Linked DNA regions of Gossypium hirsutum: region 2 is linked to region 1. The links are chromatin contacts, called in public Hi-C maps. All regions are on one chromosome and are shown on one strand. The core of a region is the stretch at or near the end of the contact, and the rest is flanking DNA. Distances in the headings are between cores, read along the strand shown.

The links. Hi-C and Micro-C count contacts between places; a contact is called where the count stands out from the background.
Region 2: a Hi-C map of leaf shows a contact between it and region 1, with 3 times the contacts expected there. The contact joins the promoter of LOC107892437 here to the enhancer-like site in region 1. A contact is called at or near these places in 12 of 34 Hi-C or Micro-C datasets (anther, callus, hypocotyl and 3 more).

The regions. Positions count from the first base shown.
Region 1 is chrA11:101,227,764-101,235,486 of Gossypium_hirsutum_v2.1, forward strand. It overlaps the pseudogene LOC107957712. Among protein-coding and RNA genes, the nearest start is that of LOC107892429, 13 kb to the right of the region's middle. Within about 2 kb of position 3,743, at least 5 of the 9 cell types and tissues checked have an H3K27ac peak or open chromatin away from gene starts, as enhancers often do.
Region 2 is chrA11:101,317,360-101,325,082 of Gossypium_hirsutum_v2.1, forward strand. LOC107892437 (apyrase 2-like) reads right to left here and starts at 3,442. Exons shown (of 9, transcript NM_001326798.1): 1 at 3,125-3,442; 2 at 2,121-2,249; 3 at 1,975-2,031; 4 at 1,796-1,888; 5 at 1,047-1,252; 6 at 743-834; 7 at 269-483; 8 at 1-183. The coding sequence starts at 3,442. LOC107892452 (aquaporin SIP1-2) reads right to left here. Exons shown (of 3, transcript XM_016817537.2): 3 at 5,262-5,606. The coding sequence ends at 5,433.

The DNA.
Region 1 (7,723 bases), core at 2,493-4,992:
AGAATATGCATACTAATGAATATTTAAATCCCTATATCCTAGCATAAACATAAGAACATATTATTTAATATAATTAAACAGAGCAATCTCAATTACTCCCCATTAAAACAACTAATTAAAAGTACGGATGCACATGAGCCAGAGGAGATTGGGTGCAATCATTATAATTTTTCCTTCAATGCAATGAGTAGTTAATGGAAAAAATTAATCTGACTCATAGAAAGGCACATAGAAAAGCCAGGGAGACTAAGAATTCATGATGACAGACATAAAACTAGGTCAAAGCCAAAAAAGGAAGAAAGGAATGAGAAGAGCTCAAATTAGTCTCCGGATAACAAGATGCAGAAGGAAAATTATGCAATACACCACCACCAATGGAGGTTTTCAACACCACCAATGAGATTAAAGGGTTGCCCCATACTAATAAGAGATGTTGCAATATTCTAACTTGCCTCGTAGAGTTAAAAAATCCCACCACTGGTTGTGTATAAAGTAATATCCTGATGCCAAATCAACACCAAGAATGATCACTGGCCAAATCTTTGAAACGATTAGCTGTCCAGTTTACCAAATAGCAAGAAATAAAGACATTTTATTTAAAAAAGAAACCAGGAACGCCAAGAAGTCAATCAGGCCTATATTACTTGGATTTGGGTGTGAATCTCAGATATGGGTATGCATTCCACATGGGTGTGGTTAGTTTTTCAAAGTGTTTTCATGTATTTGAAGGATCCTCAGAGGTCATATCCCCATATCCGTGTGTCAGAAACGAATGTCAGACACAGGTACTTCATGAAAAATGAAGAGTCCGAGCAATATAGAATCAGGCAATACTAAAATGTTGTTGTATCTTTTTAGTTGTTCATCATCGCAGTCCACTAATCTCCTTAAAGTATCTATTCCTACATCTTATTCCTAAAATACCGATGTCTTGGAGTTTTTAAAGGTATTCTTTAATATTCAGTAAAATTTTAGAAGCACGAGATCAGAATTGAGGTCCCAGATGAAAACAGAGTATTGTCACAAGATGGAAGTGTAAGTTAGTAAAAGATCACGTCCATTCATAAATTGGCATATAAATTCTTTTTACATATCATCTTGATTTTCAGGTACAACCAGTGGATTCACAAACGGTAGAATTGACATCTATATCTTATCTATCAAAGCTCTCTACTGATTGGTAAAGTAGGGTTACAATGTAAACAAACACAACAATATATCTGATTCTCAATAGGACAGCTATAGCTAACATAGAAATACAGTTTCATGAATTTCAGTCAGTTGATGCTGAAACAAAACTAATTTTATGAATATTTCCACTCCCATAATGACTGTTTAGGTACACAGAACAGATCCAGGCCATATAGCATATAAGACAATAGGATCATCAAAAATCTAATAGCTCATCTCGAAAACGGTTTCTTCATCTATATTCCCTTTTTACCTCAGATATCTCTGAAATTATATTAATTCAAAGATATCATAGAGATACTGAACTATGTACAGTAAGCATCTCATGGATCCTGCAGAGTGGCTACTATATACAATGTTTAGTACAAAGAATTTCACAAGTTCTAGAGATCTTTCACACTGATCATAGTTCCAAGTTAAAAAGCTGTGCAACCTTCCATCGTAGGTCTAATTTCCGCACCACCAATACTTTCAGAAACATTTTCTTTCAAGGCCAAACAAAATGACAACAAGATATATAGGTTTAGTTGCCTGTCTCATGCTATATCATCAAACATAAAATATGTAAATGCAACTCAAATTAGTGCCAAGAATGTCTTACTGAAAGTTGAACTACTAGGAGCAGTATGATCAGCAAGGCAGTGATGAGCTCACAATAAAGAGTGCAAACAATTGAAGCTTGGTACTCGTGGAGAAAATATTGCAAAGTAGAGCTAAGATATGTAGAGAACAGTATCAATTTCTTCTTTTGTCAGGAGCCGTAGTTTTGCTAGCCCTCTTTCTCTATGCCCAGAAGACTAAGTTGCCAAATCTTGTACATTAGCTACACGAAAATAATCATTCAAACCAGGTCAGGTATGGTTTTCGATCCAGAAAAGTTGTGATGAGCAGCACAATTCCATGTAGACAGATAGATGCAATTCATGGGTACCACTCAATTGATTTGATGCAAGTTTAGAGTTGGTTATTCATGATTCAGATAGCATGTTCTCAACCACAATATTAGATAGTATTATCAAATAGTATGATTGTTGGTGATATCATGCAGACCTATTGCTGCCGAAGTGAAAAGCCTCTTTCTCAGACAACTGTTTTGGCTTTAGGTTGCTTGAGAAAACCTTTCTCTGATCAAATTACTTAGTTTCAACTCTGATCTGGTTGTCCAACTGATTATTTTACAATTGATTGCTCTTAAAATCAACCATCTTTTGCTCTGCAAATGGCTTACCAGAAACTTAAGCATTAAGCCTCATCTATCTTTAGTTCAGGCAGTAACTGTTTTTACTTTTTCCTTCATCTCCATGAACCTGTATGCTTCATCCAGCTTTCCATTTAAAATTAGCCCATGAATCAACACGATATGTAAGCTACAACCATCGCCGCCAACCCCCCCTTTTCAGTCATTTCATTCCATTACCTGAAGACATTATCAAAGTGGCACCATTGACTAAACATTCTATCATCATGATATAGGTATCATTGGTTGGTTGACATCCCATCTGTTTCATCTTCTCAAAGAGCTCAAACACTTCTTCCTTATTTCTTACAATACAAAAGAAAGCACAATAAGTCAGAATTGTAGGTTAGAGGTCACCCTTCAACATCTTGTCAAAGACCTGCCTAGCATTGTCTATCTTTGGGGCTTTGCGTAGAGGCTTAATCAGTGAATTAAAAGTATCAACAGTTGGAAAATACCCTTATCTTGCACAGATTTCAGGAGACTAATAGCTTCTTATACATGCCTGGCATTTGCATGTGACTGGATTACCGCATTGTAAACCTTCCTATCTGGTTCAACCCCCATTCATTTCATGTGGCTGAAGAGCTCAAGTACCTTGTTAAGATCACAAGCTTTTGAGTAGCAGGATATGACACTTTTTTATGAATCACCATCATGTTAAACACCTCTCTTGCTCATCTCCTTCCCAACCATCTCTGCCTCATCTGGACTACCAGCCATATCATCTATTCAATACTTCAATATGATATTAAAACTTAAGGTATCAAACGGGAAGGCATCCTTGTTACAAAACATCAGATGGCTAAACTCAAGAGAGTCGAGTGTCGCAAGAACAGGGCCTTCTCACCCTTTTCTCTCTCATTTCATCAACAAATGCTGATGCAGTATCAAGCTTCCTCATTTTCCCAATAATAGAAATCATTGAATGATGTTCACGCAATGACTGAGCATAATCCGGCTGTTTCCCAGCCAATAAAAACAATGTAAACAACACTTCCCAATCCTTCAGAACCCAAGAAAACACCTCCACCGCCAACTCAGAGGAAACCTTACACCCCATTGCTGTTTCAACATCTACCTGTTCCACGTATCATGTCCATAAGTTTCTTAACGTCCTGAACTACACGTTTATTGCTTAAACTCAATACATTTAAGCGATTGCCATCAAAATCATCAACCATCATCATTATGATTATCACTATTTCCATCAAATGTCTAAACCTTTGGTTCACTTGTGAAATCAATACTTGAAGTAGGAATAGAAAGCTAACAGAAACGGGGAGCGAAACTTCAAAGAGTTGGTTACAACTATCGTTCTCTTTGTTGTTCCACAGTGTTTCAAAGATGGGAGTTTGAGACTGAGTGGTTTCAAGCGGGTATTTGCCGAACTGAAACAGCATAAATCTTTTATCTTGTAAACCTGATTCCCGCATTTCTAGATTGCATAGGAAGTGTTTGACGAAATGACTGAACAAAAAGAAAACTGCCAAGTCAGTGAGTAAAAGATGAGAACAATATATTTGTACTGACTGTTTAAACAATTTAACTCCGGAAGTGAAATAAAAATCGGTTTTTATCATATATTCTTAGATGAGGACTCACATGTCGACACCCGGGCCAAGGTATTCGTTCATGTTTTCCCTAATAAATGTTAAAGTCGTCTACAATTTTAAATATTTGGTTAAAATATGTTCTAGGTCCATATAGTTTTTGTACATTTGAAATTTAGTCTCTCTACTTTTATCTCAATGAATTTAGCCTATTTACTTTACAAATTTAAAAAATGCAAGTTCAAATGTTGACACACTTAATATTTTTTTTATTAAATTCAAATTCATTATTAAGTGAGTATTATTTTTTTTATTTTAAAATGTTTCATCAATAAAATTAATAAGATTTTAATAGGTTTAACAATTGGACTTAAATGTTGAAATCTAAAAAGTAAAAACAAAAATTTAAATGTACAAAAAAAATACAAAAATTTGGAGCATGTTTTAACCTAACTTTTTTTATACAACTCCTAAACTTATTAAAGGAATTCTTAGGATGCAATTTTTAAATACTTAAAATAATGTAGTTTTTTTAGGAAGTAATAATGTTAGTAAATAGTAATGTTTTATTGTTTAAAAAAGTCAAATAATTAAAAATATAATTACTGGTGATTAGCTAAAGATATAATTTTATATAAGAAAAATAAAGCATTAGAAGAATGTGACCATCTCCAGATTGTTGAATTAGCGAAGGATGGTATGGCTTACTCTAATAATCTGGCTTTGGTTCGAAATATGAAGGATCTATGTGAGCGCAGTTGAAATATTCAAAAAGCAGAGATTCGTAGGTATTTGAAACTTCGCTACCAGGAACTAGGCATCTTTTATGTCAAATTGTTATGTTGATTTATAAAGTATAATCTTCTTTAATCAAAATAAAAATATGGACAAAACTAAACTTACAAAAACAAAACAAAAAAACAAAATACAACATATCATTACAAATACCATCTAGTATCTTTAAATTCCTTATTTTCAAAGTCGAAGATAATTCAACCATTGATCTCCCTCTAGCCATTGTTACACTTTAAAGATCTCAATATCCTAAAGGTGCTAAAATAGCTCTGAAGAACGTTGAGATCTGGAGAATGATCCTAATCAGACGCGATGAGGTGGGATCCAGTGACTCCAGCAACCAAACCAAATAGGAAAAGAATAGAAAAAGACAAAAAGGAAATAGAAATAGGGAAGGAAAAACGAATGGCTGTCAAAATAGTGTTGCATCTATGCACCACCCTAGACCGCTACAAAGTCCATTCGTTGCAGAAACTTTCAGTGCCTCTACTCAACATTGACCCTTCTCAAAAACATGTCCAACAATGAAGGATGGAGGAGACAAGCCACAAGGCTCAGTCAAGCTCCTTATGAGTGGGAACGTCGCATGATCTCACTAGGCTTCCAAACGCTCTCACCATCGAAGTCACCTTTAGAGTCACTTCCATATTGTTCCTTAAAGAAGGAAGGTTATTATGCTAGTGAGAAGGGAAGGAAAATATTGAAGAGACGAGAAGGGTAAAAAGAAATAGGGAGAGGTAGCCAATCACCGACAGTGAAAAGGTCAGCTACCACAATAGCCCGATTTGGAAGATTTGAAGAGAAAAAAATAGAAAAATGTTGAATCTAGTGTGTTCAGTGTAGTATTTTTTTATGTATACTTGTATTTTTCGAACAAATTGGTTTAATGAAATAACCATTAATTATATTAATATTATTTTTATATTGTCCTAAATGGTTTTTGCACACAAAGCAAAATAAAAGCAACTATTAGCTCACCATTATCTAGCGTTTAATTGTTACTAAGCAATATTACGTGGCCGGATCATAATACACAGAAAGGCAACTTGTATTAGTAGATAATCTAAGCATTTCCTTAGTCTAATCGGAAACAAGCAAACTAATTGAAAGATTAATATGTCATCTATCGAGTTCCATTGGGGAGATACATTTTCTTGTGTATCAGAGTATATGACTCTTAAAAGATAAATATATAAATATGATTAACTAGACTGATAGTACATCGGACAAGACCTAAGTAAAAGAAATCCTAGATTCATTTATGGATTCATTCTCTTATGTCGTTCATAATGTGACATGCATTAGTCATGAGTGGATGATAGACTATGTATGCGTTACTCGTATACTTTGATGTAAATGAACGTCTAAGTTCAAATAAATTAGGATTCAAAAGCTGGTACATTAGGTATATGACTTTTACAGCATGTAGCATCATTTCAAAACAGTGGAGTTCATAACCCAATGAAAGGGTAAATAATATTCTCTCATCAGCATTACATGATAGATGAAAATTAAACGTAATCATGGGTCATTTGCCTTTGTGATAAATGATTTGATTACTATTTGATAATAGTTGACTTTTCATGAAGGAATATGTAATGGCTACCACGAGATAAATAGGATCATATTAGGAGAATGAATTTATCCAAAAAAGATTAAGGATATCCTATTAAGGTAAAACACTTATGACAATATCATTGGACGAGCGTTTATTAAGTACCTTTCGTAATAATATATAATAAGAGAAAGTTTAGTCATGATACTTTAGTGGAATGACTTTGTGACTAAATAAGTTTATAATTAATAGGCAAAAAGTCGAAACTTAATTATAATTTATTTGAGCTTTAATTATCTATGTCTAGTCAATCCCTCTGCTACCTCGAAATAACCAAATGTGAATTGCATGTAGAACCAATGAATAAAAATGATAAAGTAACAAAAATAGATCACACGAATCAAATGGAAATAAATAAAAACGATAAACTAACAAAAAATAGATCACACAAATCACTATCCACAATGGATCCATTTTCTCGCTAATTACAGAAATGATTAGAGAATTAATTAAGGTTCTTTGAATCATTATTTAATTAATTTTAATTAAATAATTGGAGTTCGAATATGAAATTAAATTAATTAGTCATTATGATATTTTTTGAATAAGGAAATTAAAAATATTTCCTCATAAATTTTATTACAATAAAGTTGTAATGACTTTAATGGAATTAGAATTTGGTTGAGAAAATTATTTAATTGAGAAATTAATTTAGTTAATTAAATTAATTGATTGAATAATATTTATTTTGCGAAATGGAAAATAAGTATTGGGTTGGATTAAATTATAAACTGTTGAGTATATAATTGGACCCCCATAAGAAGCCTAAATTAGCCCACATGAAGTGTAACACCCCTAACCTGTATCCATCGCTGGAACAATGTTATAGAACATTACCAGAGTTTACAGATCAATAAACAGATATTTCATATAATATCACATTCATGTTAGAAACCAATCGAAATCAAACATATTGTCCCTTATACGAAACCTCAAAGCCCAGAATACTTGTTAGAAACAAGTCGGGACTAAATCGGGTACTCAAAGAATTTTTTGAAAAATATTGAAAATTTTCAAAGCTGCAGGGGACACACGGCCGTGTGGGCATTCGAAATAGGGACACACGGATGTGTCTATACCTGTGTAACTCTCTAATTTGGGTCACAAGGCCAAGTCACATGCCCATGTGCTAGGCCGTGTGAGCATACTGACTTGCATTTTTAAAAGATACAAGGACACAAGCCCGCGCCACCTTGCCACGGTTGAGATACACACTCGTGTCTTTACCCGTGTGGACGAAAATAGACGATTTTCTATGCTATATTTCTCATACCAACCTAGCCTCAATAATTTACACATCAACAAGCCATGACAAGGCATTCAACACAAGCT
Region 2 (7,723 bases), core at 2,192-4,691, 89 kb after region 1:
ATCTACGAGCAGGGTGTACTGATAAACTAGATCCAAGCATAGATAAGCCTGGTTACCCACATCCACAGCTGGGTATGTTGCTTTAATATCTGTGTACTTGGTTCCACAAGCTCGTTTAGCAGCTTCTGCAAAAGAATGAGGCTGAACTGTTGCAACTGGATCAGCAGCTTTGATAAAACCAGCCTGTATTCATGAACATTTAGTTAGAATGGCAAATCAGTTTATTCCATAGTTTGTTTCAGGCAATATGATTCTTAATGAGCAATACCTCAGCAGCCCTGTCAAAGAAGAACGAAGCAATAAACAAATTCTTCTGTCCATCTCCGCCTCCCCCATTCCATATACCACCAAATGTGCACTTCATATGCATGCATGTGTCATTTATTTTAAGAGCCTTGTGAGTCACCCTCCTGCATTCTTCCATGCTTGCACCCGATGAAGGAGCTGATGCTTTATACTGATTTCCTCCATATGTATAAGTACCTTGTAAATATTTTTGCCGAACATGTTTAGTACTTCAAATGTCACAAATCGGTCAACCATAGAACAAAAAATGCTATAACTCCAAACAACTCAAAACTACTACATCATTCAAAGCATTTCAAAATTCAGGAATAGAGAGATAATTTAATGTTCCAAGTAGGAAGCTGGCAGCCAAGATTACATTTCCAGTGATCAAAGCATTAAAAAAATTTTAGCTACTGAATAGTTTTACGTCACTGTTAAACAAATCAAGACATACCATCAAAACCCTCCAAGATGCAAGGGTTGCCAGAATCATCAGATGCCTTCAAAATTTCTGCTCGAGCTGCCAATAGGCCATAGCACAAATAACTGTATGCAAAAAATCCAAAAGAATATTTAACAAAAGCTTATAATTAAAATATAATGGTTTCATTATTCTACAGAGCTATACAAATGACTGAAAAAAACATGTCTGATAAAATTGATTGCTGTTGGAATCACAACCATAAAATCTCCTTTTTCTCCATTTCAAATCATTAATAGAATCATAAAACCAACTTATCAAAATGAAAGAGAGAAACCTGTGAACATAGAGGTAATATTTTGATCCCTTCAGATACATTTCATTTACATAATTGTCCTGTCCTGCTGGTACACTTGGAGCATTTGAAGCAGCTTCCTTGGAGATGGCATAAGCCATTTGCACAGATCCGCCACCAAGATCAATTATGCCAACTGTGTCTTTGTATGTCCCTCCCAACTTCCCCAATAGGTAATTTATTGTAACCTGAAATAGAAGGTGGCAGTTAAGAAACTCAGAATGAGGTCACAGTTTCAACCAGTAGGAAAGTTTGCAGTGGATCCAGATCTTTGACTGGTTGTTCCTCCCTATAGATAAAGAAGAGTCTAGCTTCATTACAAAATGTAAATATTTGCTCATACGGAAAAAACCACAAACTATAGCCATGTATGTGTCCATTTATATATCTATATCACCCAACCTTTAGAGCATTCTTGTTTGTTACCACAGAGAAGACCTCAAGGATCTCCCCTTCGAATTGACTATCATCATATAATCATCTTGAGTAAGACTGATAAATGCTGACCAGCTATAGCATGTAAAAGCGTCCTCTAGGAAAATATTTATAGGAATAAAGTGAAATTTGATGACAATCTACCACAACAAAAGGGAGCCTGATCAAGCATGCAACAAAATGCATTGTACAGCACACTTGACATATTTTCCCTACAATCAATCTTGTTAAGGAAAATTACTTTAAGCTCAAAATAAAAGCAAAGTATAAAAGTAAAGAAATTCAGCAAAACATACCCACTCATAAGAACCTTCTTGGGTGCCATCCAGAATCTTAACACCGTTTGCCTCAGATTTGAGGGTACTTCTATCTTTCAGAAGTTCTCTAACCTATATAAGTATTTAAAAAGTCATTCGCATGAGGAAATGGACAAATAACGTGAACATAGACCAAATGCTTCCAAATATAGAATTACCGCTTGCAAAATTCTGTCAGCTGCATCTCCTTCTAGTGCCCTCAGACCTGCAGTTGCCTACGCAACATTTAAAGTACCAGTCTTCAGCAATTCAAAGGACTTAGAATTCAAAAATACGCATGACTGAAGGATCTAAGTATACCAACCCCAACTCTAACAGGAGTTTTTGATCGCAAATCTAGTGGCACAACACTTTCTGCCTTGTCTAGAAGAGAAAGTAAAGACTTCGCTGCAGCCTGTGGATCTTTTGCATAGGAGCTCAAACCCGGTTTAAGCTGCAACAAAACAAACCACATAAAATCAATTAATGCATGGAATACAATCGCAGAGATTCAAGAAAAAGCTTCGTCTAGAACATACAAATAAATGGAAATTTTAAAAATACCAACTAACTGATGCTAGAAAATTCTCCTTTAGTCCCAATAGTAAAATCCTCTTTTAAAGCATGCAAATTCAGATTTTACATTAAAATATGCCCGTAAAGTACATTTTCTTCTTAAAAAAGCTAAAAAGAACACATGCAACAAAAAGTATTACTTTAAAGGTGCATTTTCACTAAAACTCCAGATTTAACAATATATTTATATCCTGGAAGTCAATCCCTAGGAATCTAATTCATTTCTAAATGACAACAAAAATTGTGGTAAAAAATAACAGTATATATTAAATAAAATCCACTAACATAATTAAAGCACTTGAATTATCATTTCAAAGCTTTATTTTACTCTCAAAATTCCAAATTTTAATCTTTCGCTTCTAAATTTAAACATATAATTAGAACATAGAAAATCAAATCCTACTTAAAAGATTCGAACAAATTCAACATTAAATATATAAATAATGTCACCAAAACGATTAAAGAGAAAAACAAATGATAATAAAATTCCCCCTTACGTTAATCCACATTCTAAATGAATAAGTAATTTGCGTTTCTTAAAAACTAAAAGGAATAATTAAAAACGTAAAATCTGGCCAGAATATATATTTTGAAAAAGATTGGCAGTTCAAAAGGCTCTAATTCCTAGCAAATCTATCAACAAAATACTACAATTACATTAGCACTCAAATTATCGTTTTGTAAACCTGCATTACAGGCCAATATATTTTTCAGCTTTAAAAAATATTGTAGAATTATAGGAAAATAATTTACCTGTTCAAAAAGCTCTAATTCAGAGCCAATTGGAACAAGATCCAAATTCTGATCAAAACAATAAACATGAACTCGACTCCCGGAACTCCCCGCATCAAAAATCACCGCATAATTCCTATTCCCTCTCGAATTCGCCCCCACTTTCCTGCTATTGATCTCGATCTCCTCCATCACGGCCGTATCCGTAGAAGATTTCCCCGGCATGACATACAAAACAAAGGTTACGAGCAAGATAGGGATGGCGATCACCAGCAAAACGCCTCGATATCTATGGATCTGGTCGGAGATGGAGTCGTGTCTCGCCAATGAACGCTTCATCTTTTCAGGGTGATCCGTGGTCCCGTTTCCGGTGGGGGATATTGCGCCTCCGTTTGCAAAGGACTCGAATAACTCGGCCGAGGATGGTGTTCTGTACCGGATCTTTCCGTTCCCGGAAGAAGTCGGTAATGACTCCAGATCTTCCAGTTTTCTGGATTGGGGGTATTTTCAAATTTATAATGAAATGAAAAAAAAAAAAGAATTAGCCGATCAAATAAGTTATTGATATTGAAAGGATTGGAAGAGGAAAAGAAATGTGGATCACATGGGAAAAAAAAAGAAAAAAAAGAAAAAAAAAAGGGGGGGCGGGAATGGGAATGAGAAAGAAAAGAAAAGAAAGGAGCTAATGTAGTGATAGTGACTTTGGGAGGAAGGGAGGGGAAGGAAAGGGACGGCGAGAGATTAGGGAGGGAGGGAGGGAGGGAGAAATTAAACGTAAAGAGGAGGATTCATTATTTGCTAAGCTAGATCCAGGCCCAGCCGTATATCAATCACCGCATGTGTTAAAAATAAATACATCTATTTTTGTTCTATATGAAATAAAAAGAATTTAGAAGTTGAATTTAGACAATATTGGAAATTTTCAAAATAAAAAAAAAAAGAGAGACATATTTCAGTGTTTTAACACTATTGCTTGTTTTATATTTCAAATTTATGTTTTTAATAGAATGTATTATTTTTATATTTACGATATTTATACCATAGAAACTGAATTTCCATAAAATGAAATTTTAAAATGGTAATGAAAACTGAAATGTCTCTTTTTTTGGTTAAATATTTTTGTCGGTAAAGAATTTATTTTTTCTGTAATTAGTAGTATAATATTATCAGGTGACGCCAAAGGAAATGCTTGTTTTGGTTTACACAAACACTTGTATTTATTTTTGATATTTCATTTTTATACTGAATTAATTAATTAATCAATCAAAATTAATAATACAATATAATATATATCTCCACTTTAAATACAGATCCAATATATTATATATTATAAAAACTCAATACATAAAAAATTAATTAATTAATTTATAAATATTCTTGAGCTTAAATTTTTTATCATAATAAGTTCAGATTTTATGATTGTTTCTTTTAGTAATATTATCTTTAATATTCGAACTTACATTCTTTTCTTAAGAATACAATATATCTTACCAATATATCGAACCACTTATTGAATATTTAATATATTTTTTAATAATTTTAAGCCATATATGCGTTAACGAGTTTAAGCTCTTACAGTAATTTTTTCTTCTTACTTGTATGTAAGAAACCTATACAAATTTAACCAGATTTATTTGATTGCATAATAAATTTTAAAAATAATTTTTGAAATTAATCATTTAAACATCTTTAATCATAATTAAATATTAATCGTGCGTAAAAAATCAAATATCAGGAAATAAGAAGCCACAAAACATTAACTCTGAAATTCGTATATAAGATAACCAAACTTCTTGATGCCTGCAATATTTTATGAATAGAATCAAACAATTTACATGAGAAACGCTAGGCAGTGGCTGGAAAACACAATTATACTTTAATTCTCAAAAAATGATAAAAATTTATTTTAATCTTTTAAAAATTATAAAGATATAGACTATTAAAATGATAAAATTATATTTTTATTATAAAATATATATATAATTTAATTTCAACCCAACAAAATTTCTCACTCTACCACCGATGTCAGGGTTATATTAATTCCAAAAAACAATGCATGCAATACTTGGATAAGTTGTGTATGATGCATGAGCATGCATTCAATCCGCTACGTTTAACATATGGATCCAACCAAACATAAGAAAGCAGAAAAAGATAGTACACGAGAAGAATGTTTTCTCCATATAATCCATAGAAATGTTGGAGATAAATGGATGCCATCGGAATTGAACAATTGGAAAAAGAACAAAAATACATAAAATGTTCTTTGCATAAACATTGGGCTTATCTATTGTCGTTATGGCAGCCATGCAAACTTTGTTATGCCACCTTACGCTCTCTTTGGTTTCCTTGTTTTCTTTGCTTTCTTCACTGGCGGCAGTGGGGGGAAGAAAAGTCGGAACACCCATGCTGCTAATATAGCTCCGATGAATGGACAGATCCAGTAAACATAAAACTGATCCCATGTGTTGTGCCAATTGTTTACATATGCCCAACCAAAGGCCTGCAACATGATTCACCATTACTAAGCTTTAAATGATGTCTTCACCAGTAAGAAATCATTACTTTTTCGATAAGAAAAGTAGGACGTAATCAGTTATGAACTATAAAATCTATAAAATCATTGAAAAGTAGGAAAATGCATACTTAAGTTATGACTTTTCATTTTCCTTGAAATATTCAAGCCCAAATAGTATCCGAATATGAGTATGGGAGATATGACCCTCTAAAACTGAAGAAAATCAAACATAACGTTTGGATACTCACACCCAAGTCCTAGTAACATGATAGTATACATAAATTACATTAGAGAATAACTTTATTGGATAGAAAGTGTAATTAGTACTCAAGTCAAAGATGCAATAACAAAAGGGTAAAATAAAGTCTGAAGTCAGCAAAAAGGATTAAGATTTAAGGCAAATAAAAAAGAAAGCCACAAAAAAGAGTCTAATCTATTTGCTTTATACATAAATCTACCAGCACATGCAATTGAATAGAAAGACCGGTACACATTAACTGTCATGCTTGAAAGAGTATATGGAGAATGGCAATTGCTTATACACAAATCAAATAACAACATTAGTAGGACTTCAAATCACTATGACTGAGAAAATAGCAGACACTTGATTCTAAATACAGCAAGATTAAAACACCTTATTCTAATCAACATCAAATAATATACGGATTTCACTTGTGCAGTCTGTACCGAACCTTGCCACTTGTATTTTATTTTAATAGGAATTTGGGTCACACAACTTCTAACAATGACTCTAATCCTACATTAATTATCACGGAGATTGTCTATGGTGCAATAAAAACTAAAGGAGACTAGCTTTCCAAGAATGAATCACAAACACCAAGTTCAGTAGAAGGAACCTCATACATAGATTAGTTTATTATTTTATTACAAGTATTAGGAGATTTTATTTATGAATATTTTCTATGTTTAAGAGATTTTCTTTTCAATTAAAAATAAGAGATATTAAGAGTTATTCTTTATTTAGAGTCTTTGTTTTAGCTTCCTTAGCTTATAAGTTTTTACTTGAATAAGTAAACCTATGTAACCTCTATTTAAGAGGCCAATTGATATCAATAAAATTAGGTTAGATTAAACAAATTTTACGAGATTTAAGATTCTCTCTAACAAGTCTTAAGGTTTGGAATTCCCTTCGACAAGTTCCACTTGTTCATCATAGGTCATTCGGGAGGAAGAGGAAAAAAACCCTAAAATGATAAATGATTTGCTTGTGAATCTTCTGGTGACAAGACCCATTAGTAGGGACCATAACAATTTGGTATCAGAGCTAGAAACAATAGGTGATTCCATTACCAAAGAGGAGTTTGAGTCGTTTAAAGCAAGAATAGAATCGAAGATTGATCAGCTCATGCTGCAGATGAGAGATTTGATGATTTATAGCAGTGTTGACAAACCTGAGAGTCAACTAGAGAAGCTGGAAAACTGATCAGAGACAACGACAAGATTTTTTGTGGTTCAACGATGCACAAAGTTGGATTTCCCAACTTCTAATGAGAAGAGAACCCTCTAATTTGGTTGCACTAATGTGGAAAATTCTTTGCAAATCAAAAGATAGTCAAAATAGACAAAGTGAGTCTAGCCGCTTTTCACTTGATAGGAAAGGCTTGAGATATTATCAAATAGAGTAGGAAAAGCCTAACCATTTGTGGAAGGCATTCGAAGGATACTAAACTCTATGGTTTGGACCATAGATGCGCAAGAACCCTTTGGGGGAATTAGCAAAATTGAACCAAAGAGGATTGGTGGAAGACCATTTTTGCCAATTTCAAGAACTGTTAACCCGTGTAGATTCCATAAGACTGGATCAACAAATTAATTTGTTTATTATCTGAATAGATGTGGAGATGCAAAAACCTAAAAACTTGGTTCAGGCTATGAATCTAGCGCGAACTTTTGGGACAAAAGATCAACCAACTCAAGTTGCTGACCAGCGTATTGGGAATCAACAAGAGACTCTAGTGCTAACAAGAAAGATCCTCCTTTTATTAAAAAGTTTGACTCATGTAGAGATAACAAAATGAAGAGACAAGAGTCTTTGTTACAATTGTGATGAACCATAGCCCTTCAAACACCAATGATGTTAA